Regions from separate parts of the Macaca mulatta genome. Here all the other regions are linked to region 2. A link is a contact called in public Hi-C data. All regions are on one chromosome and are shown on one strand. The core of a region is the stretch at or near the end of the contact, and the rest is flanking DNA. Distances in the headings are between cores, read along the strand shown. Region 1 holds the start of MIR1915HG (MIR1915 host gene). Region 2 holds the start of DNAJC1 (DnaJ heat shock protein family (Hsp40) member C1). Region 3 holds the start of BMI1 (BMI1 proto-oncogene, polycomb ring finger).

Region 1 (3,188 bases), core at 499-2,998, 510 kb after region 2:
ACCTAAAGTTTTAATTATACTAAGGGGGAAATAAAAGTGGAAACCCTATATATTTTCCAACACTTTAGATAGAGCACTGACAAGGAAAATGCATGGATTTGGTAGTGGAGGTACTAAGAATATTTGTGTGGTATAAAACATGTCATACTTGGGAGACACTTTATCGGAAAAATAAGTAGAGAATTTTTTGTATATATGAGAAAAATATTATAACCCTTTCCACTTAAAAAGTGAAGATCATTGATGCCCCAAAATAACTGAGGCTAAGAAATAATTAGATACCTTAAAGCTACAGTCTAAATTTCCATAACTGTTTGGAAGACTTCTCTCCAACATGGGAGGGGAATTTGTTTTTTAATGTCAAAGGTTGTGTTAGTGTGTACATTTAACCCAGGAAATTGTAAGAACTATCTTCAACTCAAGTTGGAAAAAGGGAATGTGTTTGAGCAAAGTCTATTTTTAACAACAGAAAAGTGTGAGTTAAAGTGGACTGTGTGTTAGGTTGGGAATATAATCATGGCAAATTCACTATACAAGTATTTTTGATTCTTCAATGGAACTATCCTCAAATTTTAGAAACTTGAAAAATTGAAGTCTTAACTATTGTGTATTAAACTGAACCAAGAGATCACAGAAAGACAAAGCTGTGGTAAAAGATGTTATAATTATATTCTCACATATTTAGTAGGAAAATCACAGCAAAGGAAATGTACCAGGAAGATATGAAATAGAACAAATATGTTACAAATAATGGAGTAGAAGGAGTTGCTGCACAATATAGCTTCACAATCTTATATTTTGAGGGGTAGGTTTTAATGAGAAGCCTCTGCATTGCATGGGAACTGGCAGTCAGAAGAATTATTTATGCAGTAAGAAGGAACAAAAATTAATTATTAGGAGCTCAGTAATCTCCAAATAAACTCTAAGCTTGGAGGTTAAAAATAGACGGTTATCTTCATGTTCAATTATACAGTATCAATTACTAATACAACTGATGTTTCAGTGTCTCAGAGAGACCGGATACCATCTTCTATGGAGATATCTTGGTATTAATTAATGACTGCTTTATTCTCATGATTTGCAAGGAAAAATAGGGGTCGTGTCACATTAAAATTAAGATTATCTTAGTTTATCTGGGCTCTTAAACAAAGATCATTCAAAGTAATTATATTTTGAATTAACCGACGTAGGCAATTTATCTAGGTTTTTTTGTTTGTTTGTTCAAAGACAGGAAAATAAAGATCAGAAATAAGCAAAGTTTCATTTTGAAGATAGAAAGAACCAAACAAACATGTCTTGACTTTTGCAATATTTCCCTTGCTAAAGGGGGAATGAGGGAACTGTAAAAGACGTGACTTTGCAAAGTCAAGTCCTTTTTAAAAGACTCGGATCGAAATTCTTGCTATGCAACAAGGATTCAAGTTTGATTAATTTTCTGCAAGCGACGTGACAGCGGTGTTTTAAAAGATTAATTAAAATTGAAGTGATACGGAGCAGGAATTCAACCTGCAGAGGCGTCCCTGGCGCCTTAGGGGGCTTTGCAAGCGAGTCCCAAGCCCGAACTGCGGGCTTTCCCGAGCCTGGGACGCAACTCCCCGTATCCTGGAGAGGAACGCGGAATTTGGCAGGGCGCCCGCCTGGCCGCCTGGCATCCTGAGCTGGCCGCCAGCTCTCGGGGGGTGGGGCCGGGGTGTGTCCTGGGGAACCCGCTGCTGAAAGAACAGCTAGCGCAGCTCGCGACGAGCCCAGTGAGGACCAGGGTCACGCCGAGAGGCCGGAGGGGGCTCCAGGCAGCCTGGAGCTGACGGCGCCGGGCTGCGTCCTCTTCACCTGGGGGTGGGTGGTGGGGGCACCTACTTTGTGACCCGGCTGGTGCCGAGCTCCCTCTACCGTGGGAGCTTGCAGGGGTACGGGGGTGTGAGTGGCGCTCCGCGGACTCGCGTCTACAGTACAGAGGACATGCAGGGTTCGGCCGGGGGGCGGCTGCACCGGGGCCTGCCTCGTGGACCTGGACTCGGGACTCCGGGCGGCGCTGCCCGGTGCCATTGCCTCAGCCACATCTCCCACCTCTCTGCTCTGTTTCCCGCCCCACCTTTCCCTTACTCCCGCATCCCTGTCCCCTCGCTTCCCTCCGCGACGCCTCCATCCGAGTATGAAACGAAGCTGAACGCATTGGTAACTGTGCTCAAGAAGATACAATCGCGGGAGCCCTCAGGGTGGCGCACGGCGGAGAGGCGACGCGGGTGGCGCTGCAGAGGGTACGGTGGGGGGCGGGGAAGAGGGGGGCGTTCGTGTGCAATTAGCTTCCCCAGGGCGCGGACCACGGTGTCCCCTTCTCTCCAGCTGGGGGTCTTGGGTCCTGGCGCTGAGAGGGCGCGCCTTGCCTCGTTGCCCGGGCAGTGCACCCGTGGGCCCCAGGGCGACGCGGCGGGGGCGGCCCTTGCGACCTGCGGCGGCGCCAGGAAAGCCCTGCCTCTGCAGCCGGTCCCAGGGGTTGGGCCTGGAAGGGTCCCTGGGAATGCTCCGCGCCGAGAAGGCTCTATGGTTTCTCCTCCCCCACACGTCTCCCTGTCCTCCCCTCTTCCCGGGGACCTCGGAGGTGGCGGGGAGGTGGGAAGGCAGGCGGGCTTGCAGACAGTGCAGGCTGGGGAGCCGGAGCTCGGGAGCTGGGGGAGTCCGAGTGAGAACGGAAGCACGCGATGGAAGGGGCCAGGGGAGAGGGGGACGGCACCGGGGAGGGCCGGGGTGCGGGGCAGGCGGCAGTCCCTTCCCCTCCGAGTGGCGCGGGGGACCTCTTCCCCGGGGAACCCCCACCCAGCCGTTCCCAACCTCGAGAACAAAGGGTCTGGGAAGCACGATCGGGGTCGGGGAGCGGAGGTGGAGGGAGGCAGGAAGGCAGGCAGTGGGGGTAGGGGAGGGCGTCTCCCCACGTTTCCTCTCGCGGCCGAATGATGGAAAGCTCCCTCCTGCAAACGCCTCACTGAGGCCGCTTCTAAATCCGGGAGGGCTCGGGTTCCTTACCTAACGGCTGCACTTCGATCCCTTCCTCCCCCAGAGTCCCCACCCCCTCCGGGGACCGGGGCCCCGGAGCTGCCAGGCCCGCTGAACGCGGCGGCGCGGGAGAAACCACGGGACAGCAGCGCCCCCTGCAGGTACCGGGCGTCTCCACAGCCGCTGCGCCGACCCTA
Region 2 (2,827 bases), core at 313-2,812:
ACTTTTTGTATTTTTAGTAGAGATGGGGTTTCATCATATTGATAAGGCTGGTCTCAAACTCCTGGCCTCAAGTGATCCGCCTGCCTCGGCCTCTCAAAGTTCTGGGATTACAGGTGTGAGCCACCAGGCCTGGCGGAGAACTCTTATTTATCTATCCATCCATCCATCACCCCTTCTTCCCTGGCCACCTGAGGATACACCAAGAAGACAGCCATCTGCAAACCAGGAAGAAGGCTTCATCAGCACCCAACCATGCTGGCACCCTGACCCTGGACTTCTCAACCTCCAAAACTGTGAGAAATAAGTATCTGTTGTTTAAGTCACCCAGTCTAAAGTATTTTGTTATAGCAGCCCTCATGATAGATTAAAATGTGAGTAATTCAAGCATACCTATTATTTTTAAGCAAGATATACTTGCATTCATTTATGAATTCATTCAAAAATATTTCTAAAACTCCATACCAAGATTTGCATTTATTGATTTTATTTAAAAATATTTTTAACACTCCATACTAGGATTTTCTCAGTAAGATTTGCTTCCTAGTGTTTTTCTAACCTTTATCCAACATAGTATATTCTGACTATGAGAGGGAAGTAGCTTTATCATTACGCTATGGAGCTTGATTTAACTAACTAGATCCAAGATGGAAAGAGCATGAGGTCAAACTTTCAAAATTGAGCTAACTTTCTGAGTTTTAGTAGCATTTTTTGCTTCCTTCTTCCTCAACAAGAGTGGAGAGTTCAGGGAAGAGAAATGTGAGAAAGCCAAAAGGAAAATAAAGTTCACACAAGAGAATCGTGGTGGAGAAAATAACTTGAAAAGAGATTGAACAGAAGCAATGCAAGACTAGGAAGTGAGGCATTGTTACGGAAGAGAGAGAAGGTTTTTAGCCTGTCTTTTAAAACGGAAACATCTCAACTGAGGTCTATTTTCAAAAGAACCCCAACTGGAGGTGGGCTAAGATGGATAAACTCCATTCCTCCTCCAACTATGACTGAGTCACCATTATTAACTATTAATTCTACCAGGCCATTTTGTGGTATTATACCTGTAAATCTTAATTCATAATTGTTTTGGTTTGAATTCCTTTTCTGCTCTACCTCTCTCTACTTACTAGATTTGCCCCTTTTAGAACCTGGTTCAACTTGTCCTGTCTTCTTTGCTGAAGGACTAATTAAATGCACGGAAGCCATAATCAATTAATCAGGCTTCAAATATGCTTTTAGTGTTCGATAGCTGGGGGAGGGGAAGACAGTAGCTATTTCGGGGGAAGTCCACGAGGGGCGTTCCAGGTAGACGCGTGATGGCTATAACCTTCCCTGTCTCTCAGCCCGTTTTGGCGTAGATTCAGCTCCTCGACGCGCCCAACCGATTGAAAGGCATTTCACCTAGGCCCAGATCGGGGCGCCAGGCGTCCAGGCTTCCGGCCACGCCCCCTTCCCCGCGGTTGCTAGGAGACGTGATGTCACCGGAAGCGAGGCCTGGGATAGGCTGAGGCAAAGGGAAGCCTCTCCCCCTGTGCAGCCCAGGCGCCGGGCGCTGGCTCTCCAGCTGTGTGTAGGCCTGGGGGCCAGGGTCCGCGGAACGTATCGCCGACTGCGGCCCCGCCCGCCCGCCCAGCCGCTGGTCCGGCCGCGGGCTCCCGCCACCACCGCGCTCAGTCTGGGACCAGCCGCCTGGCGGGCCGTTCCGGTGCGCCTGCCCGCGCTTTTCACTGACGGGCACTGTTTCCCACAGCCAGTGCCGCCCGCCACGTCCCAGCTCTCGGCCAACGGAGGTGCGCGGCGGGTGACCTTTCCGAGCCCAGTGCGATGACGGCTCTGTGCTCCTGGCCGGCACAGCTTCCTGGGCGCCGCCAGCTCGGGCTAATGCCTTTCCCGCCGCCGCAGCCGCGGACGCCGCTGCTGTGGCCGCTGCTGCTGCTGCTGCTGCTGGCCGCCGTGGCGCCGGCGCGCGGCTGGGAGAGCGGAGACCTGGAGTTGTTTGACTTGGTGGAGGAGGTGCAGCTCAACTTCTACCAGTTCCTCGGAGTGCAGCAGGTAAGCAAGGAGGCGCGCGGGGCCGGGCGGAGAGGGGCCGGGGCAGGCGGCAGGCGACCCCGGTTCCTCAGAGAGTCGGACACGGAGGGCAGGGCTCGGTCACCCCGGGCTCTGGCTGCCCTCAGCCCGGGCCACCGGGGTCCTCAGCCTCGGAAGGACGTGTCCGTCTTCCCCAGATCCTTACTCCTGCTTCAACTTTTCTAGTCCCAGCCCCAGTGACAGGCTGGACGACGCCACTTGCCTGGGGTGGCAATGCCATCTCTCTGGTCCGGCGTTCTGGGGAAGAGCCTTCCCCCTCCAGCTGTGCTGGAGGAAGAAGGAAGAGTGGTGTGGGTAGACTTTTTTTGTTTTTAATTTAACACCTACCGTTTGCCTTCCTGTCCCCCTGAATGTGAGAAAGAGCAGCCGCTTCTCTAAACTGTCATCTTCCACCGAGACTTACCCTCATTCTTATTCTTATTTCAGCTGCCTCCCCTCCTCTTCCCTTCTGGGAAAGTAGGAATGCACTGTGACCAGTGTCTGTGTTGCAGAAGTTTTTCTTACCTCGTACTTGGACATCGTTTTTAGCCTGTTAGATAGATGTTTCTTTCGCAGTTTAGAAATCTGGAGGAATTTGAAGCCTCTACCAGGTTGGAGGTGTTAAGTTTTTTGGGCAGCACAGGACTTGGAGTGCGATTGGAAGAGAAGCCCCCAACCAGTAATGTAGGAATGGGTTTTTTTTTCCCCCTTTTCCTTTTGTTTCATTTTGTTTTCTTTTTTAGCTTGAGACATTAACTTGTAAAACCCT
Region 3 (3,065 bases), core at 62-2,561, 300 kb before region 2:
CCCCAACTTAAGTTAATAACATTTTTGTCGGGGCTCTCTCCAGCCTAACACCCACCTTGGCGGGTTGGCCGCCTCCCACGCAACCCGTCCCTATAAAATGGGGGCGTTCTCTGGGGGCTGGAGCCCCTCCAGAGCCCTTTCTTCGGGAGAGGAGGGAAGCCACTTGACCCAAGCAGCTCCCGATTTCAGGATCCCGTCCCCGTTTCATCCAAATCTACCTCTCAACAAAGGGCGCTGCGGCCGGGAGAGCCGCCGAGGCTGGAAATACGAGTGCTCCTCTTGGGGGCCATGTGCGTCGCGAGGGTGCGGAGGGGCGCCCGGGGTAGCGGGGAACTAAAACGTGGGGCCGCGCGCGGCGCGCCGGGGCTGAGCGGGCGGCGGCGGCTGGAGCGGCGCCGAGCCCTGCTGGCGGCGGCGGCGTGGCGCGGGCTGCGGGTCGGTCCCGGCGCCGCGGGACTCGGCGGGCGGCGGCGGGCGCGCGCTCGCGGGCGCGGGGCGGGCTGCGCGCGGGGCCGGCGGGCGCGAGGCGGGCGGCGCGGGGCGCGGGGCCGGGCGCCCACGCTGTCAGCGCCCTCCCGGCGGCGCGGCCGGGGCACGGGGGGGGCTCCCCTTCCACCCGCGGCCGCCCCGAGCCCCGCGCGGCCCCCGCCGGCCCCCAGCCCAGTCCCGGGGGCGCCTCGCCTCCTACGTACCCGGAAAGAGCAGCCGGCGCGAGGCGATCGAAGCGGGCGGAAAAGACAATGAAAGTTAAAAGTCGTTCAGCAGAAAATGAATGCGAGCCAAGCGGCCATCTTGAAGCGAGCTGCAGACGCCGCTGTCAATGGGCAACCAGCGCGGCCCCGAGCAGCCGCGGCCGCCGCGCTCGCCTCATGCCGCCTCCGACCGGCCTCCTCCTGCTCCGGCGCCTCGGCCTCCTCCGGCGCCTCGGCCTCCTCCTCCTCCGCCTCCGCCTCGACCTCCAACGCCTCCTCCTCCGGGGCCTCCTCCTCCTCCTCCTCCTCCTCCTCCTCCTCCTCCTCGGCCGCCGCCGCCTCCTCCCGCTCCGCACTCGGGGGAGGGCGCGCGCGGAGGGGGCGCGATCGGTTTTATTCTGCGGGGCTGGGAGGTGCTGCTAAGCCGGAGCGGGGCTCCCGCGCCCACATCCCCATTGTCTCGCCCCGATCTCTGCCTCTCATACTACGATTATTTCATAGTTGCTGTGGGGGAGGCGGGCGGGCGGGGGGCGCCGTGTGTGCGCGTGCGAGCGGGGGGAGGGGAGGAGGGGGAGGGGAGGGTGGAAAAAAATGCACCGCTGAAGGCAGAGTGGAAACTGACACCGGCTCCAAAATGGCTCGGAGTCCGCCCGCCCCCTCCCCCCGCCGCCCCCCCAGCGGGTCACGTGCTCCCCTCATTCCTTAAGGGCGGCCTGGGAATTAGTGTCGGTGTAGTCAGGCCCGTGGCCGCCCCCTCCCCTCTGCGCCGCGCGCCCGGCCCCCTCCCTCGCCCCGCGCCGCGGCGGTGGAGACATTTCTCCACAGCGCCACACGCGCCGCCTTACTCCGCGCGGCCGCCACTCCGGCCCCGCACGCCGCGCAGTCCACCCCGCCCCCCGTTCTTTCTTTCTCCCGGCCGCCCGCCTCCTCCCGGGGCGCATACGTCCCCCGGCCGCCGTCCCCCGGCCGGCCCCGCGGGCTGCGGCCCAGGCTCAGGCGCCGCGGCGCGGAACCTGCGCCCGAGTTGGGCTCGCAGAAACAACAGCGCCTGCCCTTGCCCGCCCGCCCGCGGCCGCGCCGGCCTCTTCCCCGCCCGCCGGCGGCCGAGGCGGGGCGCGCGCGGGCGACGGCTGGCTCCGGGCAGGGGCTCCGCGCCGGGCCAGGACCCGGCGGCCGAGGGTCGGGATGTGGGCGAGCCCTCGGGCGCAGGTAACGGGCCGCGCAGCCGCCCGCGCCCGCCCCCAGAGTCCCGAAGCAGGGTTCTGCGACAGACCCGGGGGGATCGCATCCTTTCCTCCTTGTTTAACTTTAATCCTGAGAAAAGGCTATCGTTAAAAGTTCACACTACTCCTATCTAGCTTCACACAAAGTAATAATTAACACACGAATTCAGATCCAAACAAAATATCATCACTCTTTGTGGAAAACAACACCTTATTTATTCAGGGTGTAATACTGTCTACTTCCTTTCAGAAGACTTGAAAAAGATCAAAATAGAATAAATGGACAGTTAGTACTAAACGATTCAATACTTGGGCAGTATCTTTCCCTCTTAACCTTTTCACACGTGTTTTTTAAAGTGTCAAAATTGATGAATGGTATAAATTCAAAAGGAAAATTCTTTTCTACTGAAAAGAACATCCAGCTCGCACAAACGGTGGTTCAGCTCAAGGCAAGGCGTTTCTGGTTTTCCTCTGCACTCGGGCGGATCGTTAACTTCCCCAAGTTACAACTGAGTTGCTCTTTCCAGGCTTTTCGAAGCATCTTTAAGTTTCCCCACCAAGTCCTAAAAGACGTGTATACAATACCACGTTTTTAGGATAAAACATGGAAAGAAGTATCCAAGTTCAAGAAAGATGCAAGAAAAAAAGTCAGGACACATCTTCCAAACAAGTTTAAAATTCAACAAGATTTTAACCTTTGACAAACTACTATCGGTCAAAAAGAAGCGTTTCCTCAGAAATATCTCATGTTCAAATCGGTTATTTGCCCTCACACTGAAACATGATTTCTAACCGAATCCTTAACCGCCCAGGTACATCTGAATTTTCTCAAGTTATCTAACAAAGGTTATGCTGTATATACATTTTCTGAAAGTTTAAAGTTTGATTCACAGTTACATTAAAACGGCTCTGCAGAAGATGCCTTTGAAAAATTCAATTTCACTTAAATTTCCAGTAATGATCTTCATTTTTTAAGAGCTATGAAATAAATTCGTTGCCATATCCACTAATCAATGTAGTTTTGAATTTCCCCAGTCTTAAATGGGCAATAAAAACAGTTTTAGAATGTTATGTATACTTCCCCCTTTATAAAAAGTCATTAAAACCACGGTTTCAAAATCCAATTTTGACAGTTTAATTCAATTTCTGA

What was found. Hi-C and Micro-C count contacts between places; a contact is called where the count stands out from the background.
Region 1: a contact with region 2 is called in a Hi-C map of fetal cortical plate, with 4 times the contacts expected there. The contact joins the promoter of MIR1915HG here to the promoter of DNAJC1 in region 2. A contact is called at or near these places in 3 of 14 Hi-C or Micro-C datasets (CD4 T cells, fetal cortex germinal zone and fetal cortical plate).
Region 3: a contact with region 2 is called in a Hi-C map of liver, with 2.7 times the contacts expected there. The contact joins the promoter of BMI1 here to the promoter of DNAJC1 in region 2. A contact is called at or near these places in 4 of 14 Hi-C or Micro-C datasets (fetal cortex germinal zone, fetal cortical plate, fibroblasts and 1 more).

The regions. Positions count from the first base shown.
Region 1 is chr9:22,965,207-22,968,394 of T2T-MMU8v2.0, reverse strand. MIR1915HG (MIR1915 host gene) reads left to right here and starts at 1,748. Exons shown (of 4, transcript XM_015146584.3): 1 at 1,748-2,258; 2 at 3,056-3,188. The coding sequence starts at 1,960.
Region 2 is chr9:23,473,747-23,476,573 of T2T-MMU8v2.0, reverse strand. DNAJC1 (DnaJ heat shock protein family (Hsp40) member C1) reads left to right here and starts at 1,562. Exons shown (of 12, transcript NM_001261677.1): 1 at 1,562-2,040. The coding sequence starts at 1,813.
Region 3 is chr9:23,776,111-23,779,175 of T2T-MMU8v2.0, reverse strand. It overlaps BMI1 (BMI1 proto-oncogene, polycomb ring finger), which reads right to left and starts at 1,311. Exons shown (of 10, transcript XM_015146598.3): 1 at 693-1,311. COMMD3 (COMM domain containing 3) reads right to left here. Exons shown (of 8, transcript NM_001195447.1): 8 at 2,299-2,478. The coding sequence ends at 2,419.